2 separate regions of the Ovis aries genome follow, and region 1 is linked to region 2. Evidence: chromatin contacts called from public Hi-C data. All regions are on one chromosome and are shown on one strand. The core of a region is the stretch at or near the end of the contact, and the rest is flanking DNA. Distances in the headings are between cores, read along the strand shown.

Region 1 (3,711 bases), core at 35-2,534, 250 kb before region 2:
CTGCTGCCCAGCACAGCCAGGGGAAACCACAGACCAGAGAGAAAGCTGCTCTTACACAACGATGATCCCCACGTTCAGGGTAGGCCATTAATCCCGCTCAGCAGTCCCTTCCCCACTCAGCCCCTTCTCCCTAGTCGTCTCACTCCAAACCTCATGGGACTCACGGCTTCACCACCTGCTGCCCGCCCCACTTTCCTCCTCTCAGACAATGCTCCTGTCCCCTTCACCTGGCACACAAGAACCTGCACCCCACTTTCTGCCTTTCTTTTCAGCTCCAGGCAGATTTGGTGGCTCAGATGGTAAAGCGTCTGCCTACAATGTGGGAGACCCAGGTTCAATCCCTGTGTCAGGAAGATCTCCTGGAGAAGGCAATGGCAAACCACTCCAGTATTCTTGCCTGGAAAATCCCATGGACGGGGGAGCCTGGTAGGACACAGTCCATGGGGTCGAAAAGCGTCGGACACGACTGAGCGACTTTACTTTTCACTTTCCAGGCAGATCTGTTAGAGCACTCTTCCTCTGCACTCCACTCCCAAGGAGAGATTTATTCCCTTCTCCAAATGATAAACCCTTCTCTCAGCACACTAGCCTTAGCCCACTAGACCACTAATGGGATCCTGTATCATCAGCTCGTCTCTCTCACTCTCCTACATCTTCATTCTCTCCCATATGCCTAATAACTTACTAGACATATGTGCCTAATAATCTTACAGCTCTCAAACACAGCAGATTGAAAACCAAATTTACTATGCTTCCCCACACTTGCTGTCTCCTTTACTCTAGGTCTCAATAATTGCAGGCAGAGGCACAGCCAGCCAGGGACCAGAACCCCTGGGGCAGTAGACAGAGCGAGCTGCAAACAAGGTTAAAGGCCCTAATTGTAGTCTGAGGGCAGGGACGAGACCAGCACTGGAGAGCCTCAGTGTGGCAGGGGGTGAGGGCAAAAGGTAGAGAAATGGGCTCGTGAATGGAGCTGGGTAGCATCAGAGGCACGCGGAGAAGTGGTGAAGGGGTTGAGCAGGATTTCTGAGAAGCCCAGCCCTTTGGCCAGCAGCAGCCGCCTGGAACACAGAAAAGCGTGAAAGCATGGCGCCTGCCCTGTGGCCTCCCTTTTTGAGGGACTGCCTAAACATGAAAGGCATTCCAAAGCAGTTCTCTTCTCCCTCAGGAATCTTCAGAATATAAAATTTTAAATTGTAGTTTCTGGGGTTAGAAACAGCTTATTATTAAAGGGCAGTTTTTTCTATTTTGGCATGCCATCGATCTATACAGACTCTCACTGGCCAATAATCCTTTGAAGAAACAGATCTGCTCTAAAACTAACATTTATAATCTACTGGAACAAAGAAAATCTGAAAATCAGTTGTTTATCCGAACAAAGAATGAGCCAAAATACTTCAGAAAAGAAATAAGAAAAAAATATAAATATTTGAATAAGCTAAGAAATAAACATTTTTTGTAATCTTCCCTTACTTGGAAACAAATGGTAATTGCAAATAGGCAGCTGCTAAGTAAAGCCACTTCCTCTTGGAACCCAGTACAGATTTAAAGTGAGTACACTTTGCCTGAAGCCCAACAGCCTTTCAATTTCTCTGAAATTATCACAAGTGCTGCCTTTCTCACAGAAACCCCACTCTGCAGGGGATACAGCAGGCTGGCCCCCAGGGCTGCTGTAGGAACTCTGGACAAGTTCCCTGCAGACCCTCCTGACAATGATGAATTTCTGAAACCAAAGAACAGCTTATAGAGACTGAGTGGGGTAAGTATTCTGCTACCTTTTGGTATATTTTTGCCTTTCAGCTATCTAAAATATCTGACACTTAACAGATGCAATTGCAAGTTTTTTTCCTGGATACTGGAGAATGTTCTGGAATGCCGAAGCAAGTTGTTATCTGTTAAAACCAGCAGTAAGGGGACTGTGAAAGAAAAGCAACACCAGAGTTCTTACCCCATCTGGAAATGCAATTAACCCATTATATTTACCAACCACTCTCTAAGGCAGTGTGATACAATGTCAAGAGTAAGACAAAGCTCCAGTCTCTGAGAAGACCACAATCTGTTTGGCAAGATAAAACAAAGTCACTGCAGAACACTATTATCAGAAGCTTCGATAATGTTAAAATATCCACAATGAAGTGACATACCAAGAAGACTGAAGATCTTTAGAAGCAAGTATCTCATCTTCTGGTAATTCTTAAAAAGCAATAATTGCAAAGTGTTGGACCCGAGAAGCCTTGACTCTCCTTCTGAAAGTTCCTAACTGCATTCCAGAGCTAACAAGATCAGGTGAAGAACTCTTCATCATGTCTCTCCTGCCCCCTTGCATGACTATCATTTCAAAAATATATATATACACACACATACATACACATATCTAGATGCTTATCCATGTACAGACTATCTTTAGAAGGGGAGATCAGAATCAGGGAACAGTGGCTGCCAATGGAAGGGGAGTTAGGTGGCTAAATTGCTTGGGGATGGTACTAGAAAGGGCTAGGGGATTTATTTTTCACTACATACCCCTATGCCTTTCGCATTTTGTACCATATGCATAAACAAAATACTCAAAAGATTAATTTTTAAAATAAACAAACTTCAATTAAACAACTATGCTAAAACCACAAAAGAAATTATGCCCTAAAACTGGAACTAGGAGTTGCAATGGAGGTCAAACCTGACATTAGATTTAACATACACACACTCCTTTGCTTTTTTACTATAAAACATTTTAAGTCATAACATGACTAGTACTTTCCTCAGAATTCTTATACCTTCTACAGGCTTAGCTATATGTTCAAACTATGAGTTACATTCATTTTTTTCCATTTTAAAACTATATTTTTTCAAATTTACAACTTTATTCACAGTAAAATATCTGCAAAATCCCAGGTGTGCAACTAGTTTGCCAAATAGTTTGTCAAGAATACACGACCCATGTTTCCACACTTCTAGATACAGGCATCCACTGCCTCCGAAGCGGCACATCCTAACTGAAAAGCTCTAACTGCTCCGAAGTTGCCCCTTTGCTGAGCTGTGCCCTGTGCATCTCTTCCCTCGTCAGTTAAGGAGCACCTGTAACTAAGTACCAGGTGCTGCAACAGGCACAAGGGACCCAGAGAAAGATGAAAAGAGGTCCCTACCCCTGACGTGCTCAGCGCCTCAACGGGAGAGAGAAGATCAACTACAAAAATCTTCTTAAGAGCATAAGGGTGTGAAAGGAAAGGGCACCTGACACAGCTGAAAAAGCGGTGGCACCAGGTCTAAGTTTCATGAGCTAATCAAGAGCTAGTGAAGTAAAGACTGGGGAAAGGGTATCTCTAGCACAGCGAACAGCAGCACAGTAACAGAGTCCAGGGCATTCAAGAAATAAAAAGAGACACTAAGCGATTAGCTGGAGGGCGGGCAGAAAACAAAGACGAGATCATGAAGGCTCCCTATGAAACAGAATTTTATTCTGGTGGCAACCGAGAGCCTCAGAGCAGCTTTGCAGGGGGTGCAGCAAGAAGTCAGTCCAGAGGCCAGGAGACCAGTTAGAAGTCTGCTATTTTTCCATAATCGAGAAACATGATCAAAACATGAAAGCCTAAGTTAAGGAGGAGGCATTGGATCTCAAGAGAGATAAGAAACTAATTTAAGGCATAGTTATGAGAGAGAATCATCTGGATCATCTGGACTTGGAAGGTGCAGGAGGCGTCTAGGATCCCTTCTAGG
Region 2 (3,545 bases), core at 795-3,294:
GGGGAACTAGGATCCCACATGACCTACGGCCAAAAACCCAGACCATAAACAACAGAAGCAATGTTGTAGTAAATTCAATGAAGACTTTGAAAATCGTTCGCATCAAAAAAAAAAAATCTTCAAAAAAAGATTTGCTGAGAAAATGAATGACACTTCCCCCCATTTTTAACAACAAAATAAAGGAAATGGGGGTTTCAGGATTAAAAAGTATAGGGCAGAGCTTTCGGGGAAAATCAGTGACTTCAGGATAAATAGCAGCTATTCCTGAATTATGAACTAAAACAATTTTTAAGTTTCTGTATAAATTTCAACATGGCTGCGGACACTCTCAGGCAGATTTGTTATTTTTCTGTGAATGAAATTTCACTTTTAGTGTAAAACTGGCTCTGTTCTGGAGCCCTTTTATCAGGGAAAGCTGATGCTCTCCACAGCCCACATAGACCTTCTATGGCCTGGGCACTCACACTCCTAAGCAGCCAACACTTTCCCTCTTGGGCTCAAATTAGTTTCACTGAAACCCTATCTTTATGTGGGTCAGGGCTTCCTTTTTCCTTAAAAACTTTTTTTCCCCACTTTGAAAACAAACAAAAGAAAACATCCTCTTATTTCCAAAAATTCCTTGCAATTCTTTATTTCCTGTTGGCTTCTTCAGGAGCATTTTTTTACTAATGAAGTTTCAAGATGATTTCTTGAAACTGTTATAAAGTTATGTAACTCTGGTGATTTAAAACTATCTTCTTTTCGAAAGAATTTAGCAAAGAATGGAGTCTCTTTTTTTCAGAACAGACACACCTTCTTAACTATCGATGGTCATAACAGTGAAATTAGGAAGGACTGTACACCATATTGATCTCAGTTGCGAAGAATGCAAAGCTAAGCACTTCCCCCCCCTTCTCTGTAACCATCCTCTGCTCTGTGATGGTTCTACGACCTCCTATTTTAACCCTGCTGATTCATCTGTTTCATCAAAACCCATTTTGGACTCCAAGGTCAACTATGGGCTTGTTTCCAGAGGTTCTGGGGACATGCTGTCCAGAAGAGAACCTTGTACCTGGACCTAGGATGTGGGGCCCAGCCCGACTCTACACTGGTTCAAACCCGCAGTGACTGCCTTAAAGTAATGGTACCAATGGCGCCCCACTCCAGTACTCTTGCCTGGAAAATCCCATGGATGGAGGAGCCTGGAAAATCCCATGGACAGAGGGCTGCAGTCCATGGGGTTGCTAAGAGTCGGCACGACTGAGCCACTTCACTTTCACTTTTCACTTTCATGCATTGGAGAAGGAAATGGCAACCCACTCCAGTGTTCTTGCCTGGAGAATCCCAGGGACAGGGGAGCCTGGTGGGCTGCCGTCTCTGGGGTCGCACAGAGTCGGACACGACTGAAGTGACTTAGCTGCAGCAGGCCTGCTTCTGTCCAGGTACTCTACCAGGCATTCTATTTCTAAAGGTTTCAAGAGAAGAAAATTCTAGGGTCCATAGGTTGTTTTTTCTTTGTTTTTTTTTGGAAGTACAGTTGATTTACAATGTTTCAGGTGTACAGCAAAATCATTCAGGTAAATATATATATGTATATGTTTATATATACATCTTTTCCAGATTCTTTTCCATTGTAGGTTATTACAGGGACTATAGTCTCTGTGCTATACAGTAGGACCTTGTTGCTTATCTATTTCATGAGTTCTTTTTCTGCCTATTAACTCTAAAAATTTCTTCCTTCTTTCACATGGATCTTTTCCCATTCAATCAAGACCCACATCTTTAGCCACAAGGATAGCTGGCATATGTATGCTGATCCAAGCAGTATAGCCTCTCTCCTTCTTGAATGTTGACTACCATAATTATTCATTCATTTCAGAATAAAGATTAAGGGTGGGATATTCTGGTGCGAGGAGGATGGGCCTGGGTTGGGCAGACCACCCTCGAATCTTGGCTTTCTGAATTTCCTTCGCCCATGTGTAAAGTGGGGACCTGGCCCCCCTGGTCATTGTGGGTTATTGTGAGGCTGAATTGAGACGACGTAGAAGGGGCGTCCTCGGGATCTGTGATTTTCCTGCTGCTGGGGAAGGAAAGGGATCCGACTGTGCACCGACACCCCTCAGGAGCGGCTTTAGACCTGGTGGAATGCTTGGTGGAATGCGGCGGGCTATAAATAAAGAGAATAAGGTGAAAATGGAGACTTCGGGAGTCTGGCTCCATGTGATTCCGCGGCGGTGCCGGCAGGGAGCGTTTATTCGGAGCACTGTGGCTCCCTCCAGCGCTTCCCGCCAGGCCCCCTCCCCATCCTAGGCTTAAAAACAAACAGGAAAACTTTCCCGAATTTTCCCATTCCTCCGTGGCCTGGCTGCGAATGCTGAAATTCCAGCCCGTGTTTGTTGTCACCCGCGGGCCCGTTTCCACGGTTACCCAGATTCCAGATTCCTGCGCTGGCCCCGGGCCCGCCACAATGCATCCCTCAAAGTCTCCTTGGCAGAGGAGAGACATTCCGCCTCTCTGCCGCACGCCAGGGCAAAGAGAGGCGCTCTCCTCCTCCCTTCAGCTCTGTCTCACCCCCATCGTGTGTGATGTGCGTGTTCTAGGTGATTCTCTTCAGAGTCAGTTTTGGGGGGTAAGCACGATGTAATAGTTTCCTCCACTTCTCTTTTCCTCATTTAAACTAAGAATTACTTTCTTAGACCAAACATTACACCCTTGGCAAGCACTCCAGATGGTTCTCATTAAAATTCCTTTTTTTATTTTTGCAATTCCTTTACCCCCATTCTCCTCACCCTTCTATCCCCAAAATAAACACCAGATGGAGAACAGATGAAGGGTCCTGTGGCAATGAAGGAGTCCCCAGGTCCTCTTCCTACCAGTGGCCACCTCTGCCCTTCCTGGGGTTGGCTGGCATAAATAGGCACTGGGGTGGGATATATTTCAAGTTAAATACAGCCTCTCTAGGGCTTCTCTGGTAGCTCAGCTGGTAAAGAATCTGCCTGCAATGCAAGAGACCCCAGTTTGATTCCTGGGTGGTGAAGAAAGGGATAGGCTACCCACTCCAGTATTCTTGGGCTTCGCTGGTGGCTCAGACAGTAAAGAATCTGCCTACAATGCAGGAGACCTGGGTTTCATGCCTGGGTTGAGAAGATCCCCTGGAGGAAGACATGGCAACCCACTCCAGTATTCTTGTCTGGTGAATCCCCATGGATAGAGGATCCTGGCAGGCTACAGTCCATGGGGTCACAGAGAGTCCAACATGACTGAAGCAGCTAAACATAAAACCGCAAGTGGACTCTGCCTCTCTAGGAAGAGGGGCAGAGACTCAGCTAGGTCTCTGCTCCCCAGTAGGGACTGACCTGGATTCTGTCTGTAGGGAGACTGGGGAAGGGGCTTCTGACCTAATGCACACTGAGGTCTCTGCAGGCTACTCAGGACACAGGAGTGAGATGCACTGGCTCTAAGAAGCCAGAGGGAAGGATGGCCAATGCTTTTTGGCCCTAATTGCATCTGGGCAAGCCACAGGCTTTGCTCCCACATCTGGAAAAATTTGCTTGCGCAGGAAAAGT

The links. A called contact is a pair of places that touch in the nucleus more often than the background predicts.
Region 1: a contact with region 2 is called in a Hi-C map of mixed tissues, with 2.4 times the contacts expected there. The contact joins two enhancer-like sites. A contact is called at or near these places in 7 of 16 Hi-C or Micro-C datasets (blood, hypothalamus, liver and 3 more).

What each region holds. Positions count from the first base shown.
Region 1 is chr1:255,762,849-255,766,559 of ARS-UI_Ramb_v3.0, reverse strand. All of the region lies in intron 2 of RYK (receptor like tyrosine kinase), which reads right to left. Among named protein-coding and RNA genes, the nearest start is that of RYK, 33 kb to the right of the region's middle. Within about 2 kb of position 1,284, at least 3 of the 54 cell types and tissues checked have an H3K27ac peak or open chromatin away from gene starts, as enhancers often do.
Region 2 is chr1:255,516,385-255,519,929 of ARS-UI_Ramb_v3.0, reverse strand. No RefSeq gene overlaps it. Among named protein-coding and RNA genes, the nearest start is that of CEP63, 21 kb to the right of the region's middle. Within about 2 kb of position 2,044, at least 26 of the 54 cell types and tissues checked have an H3K27ac peak or open chromatin away from gene starts, as enhancers often do.